3 separate regions of the Gasterosteus aculeatus genome follow, and all the other regions are linked to region 1. Evidence: chromatin contacts called from public Hi-C data. All regions are on one chromosome and are shown on one strand. Each heading gives the region's core, a stretch centred on a gene start, on an enhancer-like site or on the middle of the called end of the contact. The rest is flanking DNA. Distances are from core to core; before and after follow the strand shown.

Region 1 (3,116 bases), core at 391-2,890:
ACAATATTCACATCAACGGCCGCTTGTGTTTGAGATCTCCTTTCTACTGGCATAATCAAAAGGAACAGAAAGTGAAAGCTGTCATTTGTTGCCCATTTGGTTTCCCCCAAAGAACACATGCGCGTTTAATTGCGAGGCGACCTTGTCATTATTGAGATGTCCAATTTTGTATCACAGCAAAGCCATGACCAAAATAAAAAAGGTCAAGCATCAGTCATTTGGACGGGGATCTGAGTTTTCTGAAAGGCTTTGTGTTACAGGTACAATGTTACGTGGCAAGAGTAGAACTACAGGAGCCTCGCCAGGATAGTTTGCTAGAATTAAGAAATTAAGGACCTAATGAAGACATGAAAAACAACCTTTCAAAAACCAGTGCACTTAACACAACAAGGCCTTGTTTGACTGCTTCACATGGCACTGATCTAATGAGGAACAAATGGCTGCATGATCATGTGGAGAAAAACAGCTTGCAGTGCACAAGCGGTTCTGAGGGAAACTTGCCAGGAGCAGCAAATTTTAAATGTACATAAAACCCTACATAAATACATTTGCCACCCACGGTTATTTAAAGAAGCACACTATGACAACGCTGTTAAAGAGGTGGTAAACGGTGCCTTGTTGCTACCGTTCATATTGATCCTATCATTCAAATTAAATGGGGAAAGTAAATGTTTGCATAGTTAAAACCGCTTGGGTTCAGGGCATAGAGTTTAGGTCTTCAATCATTTCAAGGAGAGGTTTGCAGTTTTAGCAACCTGAGGGGACTACACATGGATAATCTAATCCAATATATTATAGCGTCAATGTATTTCAATTTGAATTACTTTAGGCAAAAAAAACTAGAAATAAAAGCCACAGCTCCTCTCTCCTCCTGACACCATGACTTCTTACTCTTCCAGTACAATTTAAAGAAAATATAGCAAAATAATTCACATTATAGTTTCTTCATTTCGTAAAGGATGGTCCGTGTATCGTCACGAGTATGTTCGATGGATAAAACAACATCCACGTCGGACAGCAAATAAAACACGCCACTACCTGACGAGAACATGACCAGCGCATCACACTAAGAGGAAGAAGAATTGAGGTCATCAACGAGATGTTAAAAGAAAATATGTGGAGGAACGTTACCGAGCGACGGCTCCTGTTGAACTCACGACTTCACACCGGACGACGTTAACAAGTAAACAGAAGAACCGGGGACGAGTATCTGGAGCGCCGCCGCGTCATCGCGCCTCGTGCGCCGCAGTCCTCCCGTTTATTGGACCGAGATCACAGAAATGCTGGGACAAGTCCAATTAGCGGGGAAACCACCTGTCCTCCTGCTATCAAATGACAGCCGTTGTCGCATCGGGAGAGACATGTCCGCCTCCGTCGGTAAAGGAGAGGAAACAGAGACAGTAGGACACGAGGGGACACCGCGCGTCTCTCTCTCTGACAGCTGCGCCGCGGTAACAAGTTCACACATTTTAAACCCAGACATTTTGATGACAAGAAGAGCAAATGACACCGGTGGTGTAAAGGAAACGAGTCCCAGCTCACGCTCACCTGGTCGGTGTCGCGCCGCCGTCGTTTGATCAGGATGCCCGCCTCGCGCACGCGAGTCCTTTAAGCGTCACCAGCAGCGCGTGCTGGAGCCAGTAGGTGGAGCGCGCGCAGCGAGTTTGGTGCAGTGAGCGGGGAGATTTCTGGGTAATGTAGTATTTTTTTGTATTTCTGGGAAATGTAGTATTTCTATTGAATAACTCATTCCACTGACTGACACTGTTAAGGGAACAATATACACATTCCATCGGACCAAATATGATTTATTGAAGAGATAGGATGTATTAAAACAGTTAGACGGTGATAGTCAACATCACAACACAAACTCAATAATGACCATAAGGTTTCAAGAAAAAAAACTCAAAATAAAAAGGTACAATCCGCTGCAGGGCTCCTGAAGTCTTGGGTAGAATGTGCTGACACGAGTACAGTACATAATGCAAAGTAGTTTTGTTTTGCTTGTATATGAACAATTCAATAATAATCCAAGTTAGTAGTTCTGCTAAAAATTTAGAAATACAACGTCTTAAATAGTGGTTATAATATTTCCATTTTCCGACATCAGCACGATTTGCCGACGTGTCGAATCTGCAGTCACTTGTCTTTGACTCAATTTACCTACACCGACGTCTGTCATTGAGAAACATGGCTGCTTCCACGGGTGCTGCAAACGCTGCTGCCTCCGACTTACGCGGTCCAGCTTCGGCGGATTCGAGCACGGACAACCCCCCGATCCAGTACAGCGCAATCCTGGAGCACCTCGTCGGGGACAAGAGGGCCGTGAAGGAGCTGAGTCCCGGCGTTATGGGCGGACTGCCGGTGCCCTTTAAAAGCGACGAGCAGAAGATGATCGAGAGGGGAATGGAGAGCTGCGCCTTCAAGTCGGTTCTGGCCTGCGTGGGAGGTAAGCTGTGGCAGCCGATCGGTACCCGTGCGTCTCTTCCCGTCCAGCTTCAGGTCAACCATCTGCTGCAGGAGCTCTAATGCGTATGTGGAAGTGGATATGACGGGGACACTTTGGGACATTAGTATGTGGTTTCTCTGATGTAGTGCTCAAATGATTAACCGATTGACAGAAAACAATATTCTCTTTAAATAATATTAATAGTGGCACCACAACGTATGCTGTACATTACACATACCTGGTCAATAACCTTAACATATCTCTCACATCACAGTAGAGTAGTATCTTGTATTCCCCTCGACCTGTGAACTGTGTTGTGATTTCTCAGGTGTTTTTTGTTCTCCACAGGGTTTGTCCTCGGAGGAGCATTTGGTGTTTTCACTGCAGGCATCGATACCAATGTTGGCTTCGACCCCAAAGACCCCCTGAAAACCCCGTCAGCGCGAGAAGTCCTCAAAGACATGGGCCAGAGGGGGATGTCGTACGCCAAGAACTTTGCCATCGTGGGCGCCATGTTCTCCTGCACAGAGTGCATCATAGAATCAGTAGGTCACGAATTCAATCATGTTGAATTATGTCTAAGATGCTCTACAAGATCGCTAAATTGATCACGTTAATCAGAAGGTGGATTTCAAACTAGGTGGAAATGTATTTTTTTGTTTTTTTT
Region 2 (3,116 bases), core at 395-2,894, 57 kb after region 1:
CAGAGATATCGTTGTTTGAGAAGCAAACACGGGTCTCTTTCTCTGTACAACGCGAGAAAGATTTGGACAGTGTTCCCTTCAGTGGCTTTAAGGCCCCTCGTCAGCTCCGTGGCTGTTTGTGTGTATTGTGCGTGCATGTGAAAGCAGAGACCCTCGTGCCATTTCGGGAGATCAGAGAAGGTCGACCAGATGGCTTTAATGTCACCACCAGCCTCAGAGTGGTGCAATGTGGAGACCTGGAGAAAAAACAAACACAAAGAGGCCAAGAGCGCAGGCCACCGCCGGCACACTGCCTGGCATTGACTGCTAGGAGCTAGATGAGAAACATATTGTAACCTAGTTCTCTCCTGCAAGCCCCCCTCCCCCCCTCCCCTCATTGCATGGCTGCTAGTTGTGTTGAGTGTAATAGGCCTTTTTAATCTCAAAGCAAAGAGGAAGGTGTTTGTTCGAATGCGGCTTAAGAGAAGGAGAAAACCGAGACACACGAAAAGCATCCGAGCATGAGGGGACAAGAACACAAAGAAGATGCTGTGTGCAAGTTTCTTACCGTCTTTGTTACTTGTGACCGGAATATTGTGGACGGTTCGCAGTTTGAAACAGGAGCTGGTCAGGACCTGAAGCTCCACAGAACTCAATACACACGCCTGGAGATCTGAAACACACACACACACACACACACACACACACACACACACACACACACACACAGTGTCAAACTTTTCCTTTTTTTGAGGTAGAGTGAGTAAAGAGTGGTTGTAACCCGCTTCTAGGGGAAGCTCAGTGTTTTCTAACCACATAAATGACCTGTAGGCCAATGTTACCTTTCTTCTGGAGTTTCTGGATGCTTTCCCTCCACTCCGACCTCTCGTAATCAGAGGATATGAGGAACTGGTAGCTCTTGATGCACACAGAAAACCAAGAATGTTAAAGACCTCAAGAACCAACACAGAAATTATTATTGGACAAGACTGTGAAAGAATCATTTTAACTTTGACAAAAAGCCCCAAAAATGTGTAATTATCGCACGTTTAAACAGTATTTTTATTCTGGGAACTTAAATCAAATCTGTCGAGGGGCTATTTCAAAAGGGAGTGTCTCCCTCTAGAGGTGAGACTTGGGATTGGATCACACAGTACCTTTCCATGTCTGTTGTGGATGCGGAAGGGGATGGTGGGAGAATGCAGGAGCAGCCACGACTCCTGTTCGTTCATTTTCTTTCTCAGGCGCTCCACGCGACTCTGACCCTTCGGTGCTTTCTAAAACACACGTGCAGGCATTCAGAATCTCATTTAGACCTGAAACACTCATCAAGTGAAATACTAAACATTGCGATAGAGCCTCTAAAACAGAGGTTATGGGGCAACGAGAGTCTGCTGGTCTAGCTGGCATTTATTTATTAACACCCAACATAATGATACAAATCAACCTTTTAACAATCCACAAATCTCCTCAGAAATCCCAGACGAAAATGTTTTAATAACCTATTCAAAATACAATAGTTTTAACTACGTCATTACTTGCATCAGCGTAGTATTCTTTAACGACACATTTCCCATTTTTTCGAAGACAACAACACTGTGCCGTGAGAGTCATGTAGTTATGTAATTCGAGGATCTGGGCTTCCAGTCAGCATTGAAGGAAAATAAATAGACACTTCCTCCCTGCCCTTAGCAGGAAGCCGTGAGTCAGAGCCCGGATACAATCAGCTGAACCTCCCACTGCTCGGAGCTCCTCTGATTCCGAACACCAGCCGCGGTCACTCGTTGTGCCTCCAGGTGGAGGGGGGCGAGTTACACGCTGTGAGGGGAATAACAGGAACTCTCTGCTCCTGAAGCCCCCAGTGTGTCTCAGCCTGGCTGGCCCGTTCTGGCCCGTTCTGATTCTTTGGCCAATGCTCAGTGCTGAGCATCATTTCCCTTTGAACTAGTGAAATGACCACAGCAACTCATTCTAGTTCTGTGGTTTCCGCACTGATTGAAACAGGTTGATTTAGCATTTTCCCCCAGTTTGAGAATATACTACATATTTTCAGATGTACCTGCATGCCCTCACAAGAGTCGCAAGCTGCCGTATGAAGTGATCAATAAATAAGTGGCAAGCAAAGTTCAACAGAACTGACCAGTGGAAACTTCCCTCCTGAGTCGTATGTGTTTATTGTAACAATATGAACCCCGCATTTTAAAAGGAGCTTTGGAAGGGCCATGGAGATGACAAAAAATCCCATTGAACAACAGGACTACCTTCTCTTTCTGTATCTCACTCTTCAGAACGGAGATCTTGATCTTCATCTCCTCGATCTCGTGCTCGGGGAGGACCTGAATACTGGGGCAAGACTCTGAGTCGTCCAGGGTCTGGAAAGTCAAGTCCGCCAGAGGGAGGTACCACTTGCACTCGTACTGCTGATGGCGACTGCAGGTGGACAGAGGAACACGATAAGTGAAAGGGTCATACAGCAAATCAACAAATCAGTGGAAACTAACATTTGTGAATCCACAGGACTAGTGCAAAGAAAAAAAGCCTGTCTAAACTCGTCATGATGACCACCAACCAGATATCATAATCTCTGGGTAAATTGGACAAAGCTTTACTGGAGAGAGATGATATCACTGTTCACGTAAATGTAACATTAGAACGTTTTTTTTTTAAAAGCTGAAGAGGGAAAAGGAGAATTGATTAATTGAACAACACACATCCTCCCTAATGACACCCCTATTAGAATTATGGGTGCACAGTCAACTCATTACCAGACCAGAAGGCCATTTGATTCGCTCGTTAATGAGAATCCACGCTGGAATGAAATTCTCACATGAGACGACAAAAATCCCGGGGAGTGTCAATAAAAAAAAAAAAGATCCAATCAGGCCAACAGCTTCCGCCGCGCTGAAGGAGCTAATGTCACGCAGTCCTGTGTATCTACACACGTTTGTCTTCGCTCTATCCCCCATGTGAGTCTCCCTGTCTAAGTGTGGCTTCAAAAAGACGGCGACGAGGAAGGCAGAATAAATGAGACACTGATGGGACACACCCGGAGAGGGTGGATGTTCAAATGGCTCTGTGCTTACACACGGCTATGGTCCTCTGGATGGAGAGAAGAAGCGGACTCACCCCACAGCGGT
Region 3 (3,116 bases), core at 357-2,856, 34 kb after region 1:
TCATGTGCCAAGACAGTGAAAAAAGAAAGAAAATGTGTCAAGAGTTTTTGCTGCGTGTGCAGGACTATGCATGCAGTCTCTCTTCCATCTTTCATATACAGAAAGTGTCCGGAACAAAAAAAAAAAGCCCTTTACCTGCTCCCACGCAGGAATCAACATCCACACCTGACCTGCGTGTGTGTGTGTGTGTATCTTTGGGTCTGAATGAACCTCATGACAAACACAGGATTGTGCTGAACGCTTCATACAAACATAATGACAAGGCAATAGTTTTTAGTTAGAGTTGACTCAAACTGTATCCCCGCACTGCGTATTGTGTAGCTACATCTGATGCCGGTCGTGTGTTCTGCAGGTCATTTGGGATAATGTGACGGTTAATTAGGGCCAGCTGTTCCTGAAATGCCAAAAGTGCTCAGCCACAGGGGGGCGGCGAATACGATAAACAGCAGGGGGAGCTCAGCGGATACTGAGACGCTTTAGATGGAAATACCATGAACTCATCAGTGGCTTTAATTAAGGAATAACAGTGTAGGATGTAGGAAGGGCAAACCATGAAACCTCAGGAAAGAAAGAGAGGAAATTAAACCGCCGAAGCAGTGGTTTTATTAAACTGATGGGAGATTTTTAGCGAGCGTTTGTGCAATTAATCAATATGTTAAAAAGAGGAAGCACTTGTTCTTCACCATTAATGTGAACTATTAAAGAACAATATCATTTACGGAGATGAGAGAGCAGATAGTAAAGCTTTTGACATAGAGAAGTAGAAAAGCTGATCAGTCTTAATCTCACCACCACATCACGGCCTCGACGGGTCAGAGCCATCCGATGAGAACAATAGTCAACTGTGACACACAGGGGGAGCGAGCACACAGAGGGGTAAATAATGAGCATAAGAGAGAGACACAGATAACTGATGGGAGTGACAGAGTGGTCAACAGGAGAGAACACAAATGAGAGGAAACACAGCTGGTGTGTGTGTCTGTTACGTGTGTGTGTGTGTGTGTGTGTGTGCAAATGTTGAATGCAAAAGCAAGAGACCTTTTGTCTGAGCAGCTTGCTGCGGACGCGGCCCCATAGCTTGGCCCCGGTGTTGGTGTGCTTTTTTAGCACGGGGGTCTGCGGCTGGCTGGACAGATTGTGCTGGTTCTGGCCCACGCAGCAGTGCTGCTCCAGGCGCTCGCACACTGAGTTCAAGTTTACATCCGACACCAAGATCTCCGTCATCCCAGAAGCTTTTAGAAGGTCCTTTGCGACCGGAGCGCAGGTGGACAGAGGACGCTGCCGACAACAAACGAGGGGAGGAAGGATCCCTGCCAAGCGTCGCTCTCTAAAAAAACAAACCGAAAAAGTGTCCCGCGGCTGATGCAAAGTTCAAAGATGTTCACTTAAAACAAGGAACGAGTGATGAGAGGAGAGCGAGATGCTGCCATGGTCGCCTTGATAAGCTTGAGAATAATTCCTCTGTGAGCTCATTCCACAGTCAGCTGCCGACATCTCCCGCTGTGCAAATCTGACTTCCACAACGGCAAACACAGATACGCAGCGCTGGAGCGAGGCAGAGCGAGAGAGACCAGAGCGAGAGAGAGAGAGAGAGAGAGCGCGAGAGCGAGAGAGATTGGGGGCGTCAATGAGCTCACGTTTGTCGCTGAGCCGCCCTGCTTCTCCAGATGTTGATGGACACGCCTCCAAAAGATCCACCAAAAGGGAGGAGGGAGCAATAGACATTCAATGAGAAATGAGAAGCAGAGGAGATAGAGGGAGGGAGGGAGGCAGAGAGAGACAGGGATGCTGCACTGTGTTTTGCTCAGCGCTTTGACCTCTTGTCAACCTTTCCCAGAGCTGGTCAGCGCATTCAGGAAATGAGCAAAAAGAGGAATGTGAACGAGGAGAAAGAGGTGGAGGAAGACTTGAAACTTTAAGGTGACTAAATATTGGTGTCTAAAACAGGGGAAAAAAGCGTCTACAGCTTTAACATCTCGTCCAAGAGCTCCCATTGTTCTCCCCTTCCTCCTCCATTCCGACTGTCACGGACTTCTCCTCACCACGCTCTTACATTCACACTTGCACGCATCAGCATCTTCGTTCAACAGGACTGGCTGGTAGTGGTCCTCTGTATAATGGATGAGGGTGGGAGTGGGGGAGGGGGGTCTGTCTGTATATGCCTCTCACACTCTGTCATGTCCCGTCCCATTGAAAAGAGAGAATCAGAGGGGGTGAGGTGTTCTGCTGGGAGAGAGGTTACAGACTCTGGGGCCACATCTTAGGACGTCTGCTGGTCAGTGCGCCGATGCTGATTGGCCGGTGACTCATGAGGGGATTCAGAGAAGAAGCGAGGAGCACAGCTGTGTTCACGAGCAGACGAAGAAATAACGTTTTCTGCAACACAACCTGCTCGGCTCAATGTCAACAAGTACCATCGATGTTTATCCAATACCAACATGGCAAGTTATTGGTTATTGATAATCCAGACGAACATTTTACGATTTGTATATTTCGTCTGAAGAGCAGATGCCAGAAGAAAAAGTGTAAGGAGAACATATTTAGTGGTTACTTTCATGTCCACGTCAAACGAGCCTCAGCCAAGCAACCCGTCACGGTAAGATTCCAATGAGCCCCAGAGAGCCAGAGGCGGTATGGCGGCGCGGTGGGTTTGTGCGTCCGTCTGACCGACGGAAGAGAGAGGGGGGGGGGGGGGGGGGCACAGTATTTTTAACTCCCAGGGTTCGGAAACATAAGACGGGCACTCTCCATGCGTCACAACTTGGAAGGAATGTCTGGGAAAACCATGTTTTGGAAATGGGAGGGCTAAGAAAAGAAACCCCACAGGGAGGCGGGAGATACTTGGGTACAATGAGAGAGAGAAAAGGAAAACTCAGAAATAGAACTGTAGGTTTTAAGTGTTTAAAACACTTAAAGGTTTTTTCTGCGACCACAGCATTCATCAAAGAGACAATGAAAATTGTCGCTAGTCCCAAAATTCCTTTTCTTCCTGCATGTTCACACCCGCCATCACAAGACGCCCGAGCACGGCTGCGCTTTGGAGCAGCGGCGTCTCTGCCACGGGTCACATGGAGTCCATCACTTCACAACGAGTCAGATCAGGAGAAATCACAGAC

What was found. Hi-C and Micro-C count contacts between places; a contact is called where the count stands out from the background.
Region 2: a contact with region 1 is called in a Hi-C map of skeletal muscle, with 8 times the contacts expected there. The contact joins the enhancer-like site here to the promoter of specc1 in region 1. A contact is called at or near these places in 3 of 6 Hi-C or Micro-C datasets (skeletal muscle and whole body).
Region 3: a contact with region 1 is called in a Hi-C map of liver, with 2.4 times the contacts expected there. The contact joins the enhancer-like site here to the promoter of specc1 in region 1. A contact is called at or near these places in 2 of 6 Hi-C or Micro-C datasets (blood and trunk muscle and liver).

The regions. Positions count from the first base shown.
Region 1 is chr7:18,623,842-18,626,957 of fGasAcu3.hap1.1, forward strand. It overlaps specc1 (sperm antigen with calponin homology and coiled-coil domains 1), which reads right to left and starts at 1,641. Exons shown (of 15, transcript XM_040182179.2): 1 at 1,549-1,641. timm22 (translocase of inner mitochondrial membrane 22 homolog (yeast)) reads left to right here and starts at 1,317. Exons shown (of 4, transcript XM_078106214.1): 1 at 1,317-2,449; 2 at 2,798-2,994. The coding sequence starts at 2,191.
Region 2 is chr7:18,681,292-18,684,407 of fGasAcu3.hap1.1, forward strand. abr (ABR activator of RhoGEF and GTPase) reads right to left here. Exons shown (of 23, transcript XM_040182171.2): 9 at 3,106-3,116; 10 at 2,241-2,409; 11 at 1,137-1,256; 12 at 822-897; 13 at 548-652. Among protein-coding and RNA genes, the nearest start is that of abr, 53 kb to the right of the region's middle. Within about 2 kb of position 1,645, at least 2 of the 9 cell types and tissues checked have open chromatin away from gene starts, as enhancers often do.
Region 3 is chr7:18,657,580-18,660,695 of fGasAcu3.hap1.1, forward strand. All of the region lies in intron 16 of abr (ABR activator of RhoGEF and GTPase), which reads right to left. Among protein-coding and RNA genes, the nearest start is that of specc1, 34 kb to the left of the region's middle. Within about 2 kb of position 1,607, at least 3 of the 9 cell types and tissues checked have open chromatin away from gene starts, as enhancers often do.